Regions from separate parts of the Mus musculus genome. Here region 2 is linked to region 1. Evidence: chromatin contacts called from public HiChIP or PLAC-seq data. All regions are on one chromosome and are shown on one strand. The core of a region is the stretch at or near the end of the contact, and the rest is flanking DNA. Distances in the headings are between cores, read along the strand shown.

Evidence for each region. HiChIP or PLAC-seq counts read pairs in DNA pulled down with a chosen protein or histone mark.
Region 2: a contact with region 1 is called in a FOXA1 HiChIP or PLAC-seq map of pancreatic cancer cells. The contact joins two enhancer-like sites. A contact is called at or near these places in 2 of 484 Hi-C or Micro-C datasets (the N1E-115 cell line and pancreatic cancer cells) and 1 of 115 datasets of contacts at active chromatin or transcription factors (pancreatic cancer cells).

The regions. Positions count from the first base shown.
Region 1 is chr13:28,310,089-28,314,670 of GRCm38.p6, forward strand. No RefSeq gene overlaps it. Among named protein-coding and RNA genes, the nearest start is that of Gm34385, 17 kb to the left of the region's middle. Within about 2 kb of position 2,168, at least 37 of the 459 cell types and tissues checked have an H3K27ac peak or open chromatin away from gene starts, as enhancers often do. A contact at or near this core is called in pancreatic cancer cells, where this site is marked.
Region 2 is chr13:28,527,133-28,531,714 of GRCm38.p6, forward strand. The region is part of intron 7 of 2610307P16Rik (RIKEN cDNA 2610307P16 gene); the gene reads right to left. Among named protein-coding and RNA genes, the nearest start is that of Gm40841, 110 kb to the left of the region's middle. Within about 2 kb of position 1,984, at least 7 of the 459 cell types and tissues checked have an H3K27ac peak or open chromatin away from gene starts, as enhancers often do. A contact at or near this core is called in pancreatic cancer cells, where this site is marked.

The DNA of each region.
Region 1 (4,582 bases), core at 918-3,417:
CATCCTAATGAGATTGTGTGCATTATTTAAAACATTCATACAATGTGCACCAAAGAAATTCAACCTCCCTTCCCGTGCTCCTGCAATGCATCTGTGTTGTCTAACTACTAATTTGTTATCTAATTTGTTAGGGAAGGTCCCACTTCAGTCACTGTAGCCACATCCTCATTCTTTTCAGTTTTTCCACCTTATTCACTCCACAGACAGACCTATAGAAAAAGACCTGCAACCTGAGCTCTAAAGACTATTTTGTACTCTGTTTCCCAGCATGGAGACATTTGGAACAATAAGCAACAGCTCACAAAGACAATCAGGCACATAGTAAAACAAGGCCGACGGACATTAAGGGAGTATTTACTCACTTCATATCCTCTTACAACAAAATAATCCAGAAAAAAAGCAAGCCTTCATGAAGAGGTCAAGAAATTGCAAGGTTTGTTCTCTGTTCGCAGGAATGTGAAATGGTCCAAACTTGGAAACAGTCTGAAGTGACTCCCATAGTATTCAACCATTACAGTACCAAAAGGAATTGCAAGCAGGTCTCAGAGTGATCTGTATTTCTATGGCCAGAGCATCATTCCCAATAGTCAGGAGGTGGAATCAGACAGAGTGACCACAGACAGATGAATGAAAAAGCAAATGAGAAACAAATGCTAAAGCATATGCTCATGGGTAACTTTTATTTATTTGTTTTTTCCGAGACAGGGTTTCTCTGTATAGCCTTGGCTGTCCTGGAATTCACTTTGTAGACCAGGCTGGCCTCGAACTCAGAAATCCGCCTGCCTCTGCCTCCCAAGTGCTGGGATTAAAGGCGTGCGCCACCACACCCGGCTTTATGGGTAACTTTTGAAAGCACTATGTGTTGTGAAATAAATCCAAGCCCTAAAGAACAAATACGACATAATTCCATTATACAAAATAAGTCTCATAGTGAAGTTCAGAATGATAGAAAACGAAATGATGACTTGCAGGGGCTGATAAATGCACTCAGAGTTTCTCCTTCGCAAAGTGAAGAGACCTGGAGATGGCTGATGGTGCTACAGTATGAATGTACTTAATGTCACTGAGCTGTGCATGTAGAAAAGTAAAAGGGAGGCAGGAGGGAGGACATGGGGTGGGGGGGAGGGATAAAGGTTCTTAGTAAGTACCCACTGGGATACAATTTCTACTTCAGAAAAACCTGGGACACTCCTATCACAGTCACTGCTACTGTCACCATTTTACAGAGATGTGAATGGAAGTAGACGTGGAATGAGTAAAGTGTTTGCTCAAAGCTACACAAACAGGAAGTGGCTGGCCCTGGCTGCACATTCAAACTGTCTAGTGAGGGACTTCATAATGTTTCAAACTATATTCTGTCACTTCATAAGCTGGACTGTTTGCTGTGACCCAATGTCAACTTGCAATACCAAGCAAATTAAGACCTTTACTTATTTAAAACTTTTATGGTTGGTCTGTACTTCTGGGATTATAGAAAGGGTCATTCTCTGTCTCTCAGAGTCGTACATTTATGTACCACCATGAATTATATTTACAGTGTTTTTATCATAATGTTCACAGTTTAATTTATTGAAGTTATATATACTTCATGTGAGGTTTGTCTAAGATTCTTGACATATTTGCTATCACATCCCCCACATCGTAACATCCTGATTCTCACTTAAAGCTAAGTAGTTAAGTCATACAACTAGTAAAACTGAAAGTTGCTTCTTAATGTATTCAAGGCCAATATGTATCCCATAATGCCATACCACTCTCTGTTGCCCAACTTTTAATATGCTTACAAGTCACTCAGTTTCCTAATCCTGAGTTTGGCCTTGACTCAAATATCCTTTTAGATACTAGCAATGCCAAGTTATCTTTTATGCAATATATATATTTTGAAAATCTCTTTTCAAAGACAATATTGTTATCAGTTATCTTACCAGCAAGAGCTAGAAGGTGGGACTAATGAGCTCTCACGTCTGACATCTCCTAATCTGTGATTCTCTTATGTAACAGGGTAAAGACTAGAAGCCTTATACAAAAGGTGGAGAAGGAAAAAGGGGAGCATAATTTAGAGGCAGTGAGCTTCCTTAAAACCTTGATGTCTTACTAGAGCCTAATAGGTCTAGCTTTAAAAGTTCAGCCTCTTGGTTTTCACATAACATACCCTTGACTGCGTTTATTATTAATGATCTATGAGGGATGAGGGGGAAAGTCATGTGAATGGAATCCAGAAGCCAAACAACAGCCTCTCAGAAGCAACTGAATCTCGTCCAACTGCAGCATAATTTGGGGAATGAGCTAAAAAGCAGCGCTGCAGAAAATCCGGAGCATTAAATTTAGAGATTTAATCTCTAAAAAGTGTCGCTGGAAATTAGATGGAGAGACAGGTAGAGTGGCGCAGTGTTAAGGTGTGTTCACGGTTTCTGTGTAACCCTGAACTTTCAATCAGTTGGGTCTGGAGGCTCGGAGGCAGATCTCCTTCTTCATCTACTGTTCCCTGGCTCCCTGGTGCTGGCAAACTAAGTCAGGTTTGTGAAGGGTCAAATGTATTGAACTTCTGTCAGACTTTCCAGGGTGGGTAAAAGTCAATGATTTTCATCTTAATCCCAAGGCTACGGTGTGTTCAAATTGGGAAATCTACTCCATATGTTTGTGATATTAGTTCACAGAAGTCCTAAAATGTTTCTTGAGTTTTCCAAGTTTCCTCACCTTTGTAGATTTGCCAGGTTTGAACCATTACAATTATGTATTTGACGATTATTAGCTGACACTAGTGGCCTTTGTGACAATCTAGTCTTTTCAAAGCACTTTTAAAACTTCAGTCTCTTTTACATCCCATGACACTGTCCCCTGTGCAGACACAGTAGCCTAGAGAGGTAAAGGTCTTCAAGTGTGCCCAGTTCTCTATGCCCACAGCTGGGGACTAGACAGAGACTACCCAACTCCAAAATTCAAGTTCTGTTCATCACTAGTTCTAAATCCAGATTTTTTTTTTGATGTGAGAATAGATATTATGTCTAAAATACGGACTATGCCCTGGTTTGAAAGGACAGAGAGCCCTGCAATGCTCAGCCTAGCACATTTCCCAGGTGACCTTGCAGAGATGGTAATATCAGATGGTTGGTAACTTATACAGCAGAATCTATTTATGTTGACTTTTGAAGCTGTAAATTAAATCACTCTGGGTGAAAGAAAATATAAGCAGTTTGAATTTGAACCCAAAACTTTTTTTCTACATGGGTGCTGGTACTTTGAGTGTGGCCCTCATAGTTAAACAGCAACTGCTACTAGATACTGAGCCATTTACCAGCCATAATTTTAAAACAACAACATTTAAAAAATTACTTTGACTCCTTTTCCTTTACATTAAATTGTTCTTTCAAGTGTGGTAAATATTTCCAAAGTTTCTAGAATATAAAGTGCAAACTGTTTCCCCCATAGCTGACATTTGCTCGCTTGGCAAACACTTGAGATCACTTTTTTTTAAGCCAACATGGAGAGATGATGTTGCTTGATCAAGAAAGCAAGAGAGATTTACAGGGCCAAGCTGACTTGCTGTGACTCACCAGCTCCTGACTTTGTTTGCATGAAGTTCTGTGTTATCTGTTATCTGAAGAAAACAGATATCTGACTCACTCTGGGAATATGCTAGCAGAACCTCCATCTAGCACAATAGAATATCACCAGCCATTCTCAAGGGCAAGAACTAAAAAACATGACAGCTAAAAGGTTAGAAGAGCAGAAAATAGTTTTAAGCATCTAGTCTATGCCAGATCCTGTGGCCAGTATTTCACAGAAGGCTAAGGTATTTCTTCTGGGATCTCCCAAACCTTCTTGGCTTTTTAGGTTTGGTACATTTGAACCATTGCAATTATGTATTTGATGCTTATTGTTGAACAAAGGGTGACCTTTGTGACATCACCTCCTACATAGGAAATGAAAGCTTTAGATAGAGCTAAGCTCTAACTCTAACTCCTTCTCATTTCATTAAACAGTGGACCTACATTTTAAAATGCATATGAAATACTCACTTAACTGGACTTCCATGCCCTAACAGCTATGATGAACGAATTCTTATAGAGTAATTCACACAGACATAGAACTTACCCAGTAAACATATTTTTTAATGAGGCTGACCAAAGCACACTCACATGGCCATTTAAACAGGTAAGGTGATCATTGTATTTCTTCCCTTTCCAAACAAGGTTTCCATTCATTTAAGAAATATAACATGCCAGGATGCATGTTGGCAGGAGATAAGACTTGCCTCAGAGCCAATGCTGGGGAGGGGGTGAAGGCACAGGCTCAGAATGTAAGTAGAAAGACTGGGATGCAAAATATATTTTATCTCAAAGAAGCATATGCCTTTAGGTCTTTTCCTTGAAAGTATTAAAGCCCAAGAGGCTGGGAGAGTACTACAGAGTCTTTCCTTATTTTCTTCATCAACATGAAGTGATTTATCTTTCTCACATTCTGCTTTAAATCACAACTAGAAAATGTTAGTCAAATAACCATACGAACAATACCGAGTAACTATTACAAGTTAGTTAGTGAAGTGTTATCTATTGAATTGCTAGGAGGCCATTAATATTGA
Region 2 (4,582 bases), core at 734-3,233, 220 kb after region 1:
GGTGTGACTAGCTGAAAAAATGACTGTCCGGCACCCCGGTTTGAGCACAGGGTGAGTGACAGAACACAGATGCTCAACTTCTTCTTTAATGAAGAAATAGGAAAACAGACAAACAAAATCCACAGAAACAAAAAGCAAAACATAAGTCCCCCCCCCCCAAATGATAGGCAACATGACTTAGAATAGGGGACGAAGGGGAAATAACTGAAGGACTGTCCTCTGAATTCCAGTCAGAGAGTGAAAGACAGCTTAAAACAGAGCTGTGCAAAGGCGCTTAACTCTCTGCATTGAAGGAAACTGTCCAGTTGCCATTTCTTCTTCTAGATTTCCAAATACTGTTTCCTAGTATGTGACTGTGAGAAAGGCTAGCAGTGGGAAGGAAGAAGTTCATAGCTCCCACAGTTTACAAGGAAGGAAGCTGGGACTCTGACATTCCCAGAAAGGATAAAGAAAAACCAAAACCCTCCCTGAAAGAGCTTCCCAGGTCAAAGTGAGGTTAATCTCTGCCAACTGACCACTATGAATGAAAACCGCTGAGCATGGAGGATATGGTTTTGGATTTTGCTTTTATTGATTTTTTGCTTTAACCAATAGCAATTTGGGGGCCTTGGTGCAATTATAGTTGATGGAGGTCAGACAATGAAGACTGTGGGTTTCCAGGCTCCTCTTGATAATTTAGGAGTGAATGATGTCAAATATTTACTCGGGCCACGAATCCAATGCACTTCCTCCTCCTGTCTATTTAGTGTCACGTGACAGAAAGTGTCCCACACATGACAACTGTCACTCATCACAGCTTATCTGATACAATAATCTCAAGAAGCAGGGGTAGCTTCTCCACAGGAGATAGGGAGAAGAAAGTGACCGCCAACAGTTTTAAACATTCCCCACAGCAGAGTATACAACAGGAGCAACTAGATTTAAATCCAACATTCCAGATGTCAAGAGCTCTAATGCCCTGTATACCCAGGGCATTATGAGCAGCACAGCTCACAATTTTGCCAATTCTCTAGTTTAGGAATTCAAGAAATATTTTTGAAAGAAAGGTTTTTAAATCTAAAGTCCTAGCATTTTTTACCTACGTTCCCCCCCCCCCCAAAAAAAGTTTGTAGTCAGAGGCAGTGGTGATACACACCTTTAATCCTAGCACTTCGAAGGCAGAGGCAAGTGAATCTCTGAGTATTTGAGGCCAGCCTGGTCTACAGAGTGAGTTCCAGAAGCCAGGCCTATACAAAACAAACAAACAAACAAACAAATAAATAAATAAGTGTGGATCATTAGAACATGGGAGGGACCTGTGGTCTTTCTAAGTCTGTGCCTTTATGAACAGGCCCTGACCATTGAGACTGGTAGGAAATGACCCTTGTGCTGCTCAATTCAGAGGCCTCAAACCTTTGACCACATCTCAATATTTGTGGGCTCTTTGTCCCTATAACCAGCACTCTTACTTCAATTCCCAACCTTTAAACTCCTAAGGTCATGGAAACATTAATAATGGCCTTCCTTCATGAAACCTCAAGTTCTCTCCCACTTGCACTTCTGACCCATTTACTTACTCTGAAGCCAACAGCAGCAGCCTACTAAACAGCAGTTTCTCAGTAGGAACTCTGAATCTTTCCTCAACATCTTGGACCAAAGAACAGCAGAGCTACAGGAACCTTTATATCTTCGCAGCCTTTTGTCCATACAAACCAATTATGTAACTTAAATTTTTTCCTAGCTTTAATTTTGTGGGGGTTTTGCTTGCTATGGGGAAAGACTATGCTGGCAGTTCCATCTCTTGGCTATTACTAGGCTACACACACACACACACACACACACACACACACACACACACACACACGAGGGAGTACAGACAGACATGGAGACACACAGAAAAAAAAGCAGACACAGAGAAACACCTAAGCTGGCAGCCTGTAGTGATGCACAGACAAAATATAAAGAAAAAGCTTTCCAAAGAGGTTAAGCAAGCATTGCGCAATCAATGCACTGATGTATTGCTTTGTAGCTGGTAGAACTAAACAAAGCAGCAGCTATTTATTGCCAACAGAACAGCATTTTCAGCTGAAATGATAATAATAGCAATTAATGCTCCCTCTGAATTTAATATCTGTGAGGCACTATGGACTAAATGCCTTCCATGAACAATTTTACCCATGAATATAAATGTGTCATGGCAATTTTACAGACTGTAGGGAGGGTAGGGAAGGTTGAGTAACTCGCATGGTGGTGATTAATAATGGAGCCAAGACTGAAGCCCAGGGTGACAATTGTGCTGCACAGGAGGTCTCTGCCAGTAAATGCCTGACCACACTGGTGTCAAAGCCCAGCTATCTCTGTTTTGCTTATTGATCTGTTGACGGAACTCAAAATATCACTCAACTCATTTTGAAAAATTGAGCAATTCATAAAATATTTGGGTGTCAAAATGCATACAGCCACCGGCTCCATCCATCATAACGATCTTTTACTTGTCTCCAGGAAAAGGTACGTGTTATATACAATGGAAATTTATTCAGTGGTAAAGAAGACTAAAGCTACGAAATTTGCAGGAGAAATGGATAGATACGGACAGTTATCTTCAGTGATGTAACCTAGGTCCACAGAGACAAATGCCACATGGCCTCCCTTGTATGCAGATCCTATCTATAGATTCTTTTTTCTTTTTTAGTCATAGGTTTATCATTATCACTGACTGATGGTAAAGGACAGAAAGACAAAAGGAGCTATTACAGAGAGAAGTGATAATAAAATCCATCAGAGATGAAAGGGAGTGGGCACTGGGCAAGATAGAAAAAGCCAAGCCGGGAGGAGGCCAGGAGGATATGGAAGAAGAAGGAGTAATAAAACTAAAGATAGGTAGATATAGATATATAGACAGATATATACCATATAGAAGAACCCACTATTTTATGTGGTTATTGAACACATAACCTGAAAAAAACCAGGGAGATGGCTCAGTGATGTTGTGTGTTCACTGCTCTGGCAGGGTACTTAGGTCCCAGCACAGCACAGCAACCACATCAAACAGCACACACCTACCTGTCTGAAACTCAGGTACAGGAAAAGTGAATCTCTCTTTTCACTTCTGCAGGCTCCTGCATACATGTGTACTCAGGTACACACACACCCACATGCACATACAAAAAAAAAAAAAAACTGAAAGGAATTAAGAGTGGGTACTAAGGCTCTTCCTGGAAGCTGTAGGTTATTAAATAAAATCCCCAGTGCCAGTTGTGGAACACCTCCCTATGGCCAATGAGATCCTAAAAGGTTATTGCCCCAGATCTGTGTTGCTACCTGGACCTTGACAGTAAGGCTCTAATGCTGAAGATACCCCATACTCAGAGAAAACAAACGACAGCTCAGCTAGAAGCTTCTTCCTAAGAACCTCATCCATCTTCATAGCGTCAGGAGTAGTTACATAGACTGCTGGGGGTCGGGGAGTCATCAACGATTTGACCCAGTTGTCAATCGTAACTGATAAGCAATTCTGTGCCCTCTGATGCAATAGTGGCATGACCGTTATAAGGACAACCAATCAACCCCACTGGATTTGAGGCCAGTTTTACAGGAAGGACCTTATGCCTGTTTCTGTAAATTTTGTCGAGAGTCCATGGCTATGGCCATCATAGGCCATAACGGGGGACCTACTACCATCTTTTTGGCTAAATTGTCTTGTTGTCAAACTACCCTCTAAATATTCTATCTTATAGCCATAGGCTAGTACTATTCTTAATCTTAGTCAGAGAAGCTGCTTACCACAGTAGACAGTGTTCAATATCTTGTCACCTATAAGTGACAAGAATAAGTAGTGATGCAGTGCTCATCAGCAAATGGGACAGTTGTCACTTCCTCCATGGTTCAGAGACCATCACAGGAGAATGTGTTGAAAATAATGTCAGGGAGAGAAGAGAGAATAGGGAGACATGCTGCATAAAGACATCTCCTGGATATGATGCAACTCATGAACTGACTTCATCTTTGGTAATCTGCATAAGACACACTCAAGATTGAGAATGTAAACATTTCATCACGGACAGGAAAGAGGCCCATGAGACGAGATCCCTCTACAAGGGACTATTGTCAATCTGTGGTCGTTGGGCAAGAGGATCATTTTATTCTATTGTAAATTCACTGATAAGTAGCCCCTGTTCCAGGCAAATACCTCTTAGCCACATAGGCAAGAAACTCTACCTAAATTCAATGGTCCACAGACAAAAATAACTATTACATATGCTTAGACTTCCAGAGTCTCCCTATCCACCTTAACTCTAATATCAACAGAGAAAGGTGTGCGAGGTAGAGTTCCCATCCTCTCCCCCTTATCAGAGCAGCATGGCTGGCCTTCACATTGCTGCCTGGGAGAATTGGTAAAACCCTAGCTGGGGACCTCATTGAACCCTGACCTCATTTGACCCTGTCTTCCTATGCATCACTCATCTCCTGGACAGGATTACATTTCCCAACCTCTTCCACAGCAGCACTAAGAAAGGAAATTGCAAGCTCTGTGTGGTAAATGACCTGGACAGTGCAAAAGTCTTGGGAGGGAGGTAAGACGGAGGGGTGAGGAAGCACAATG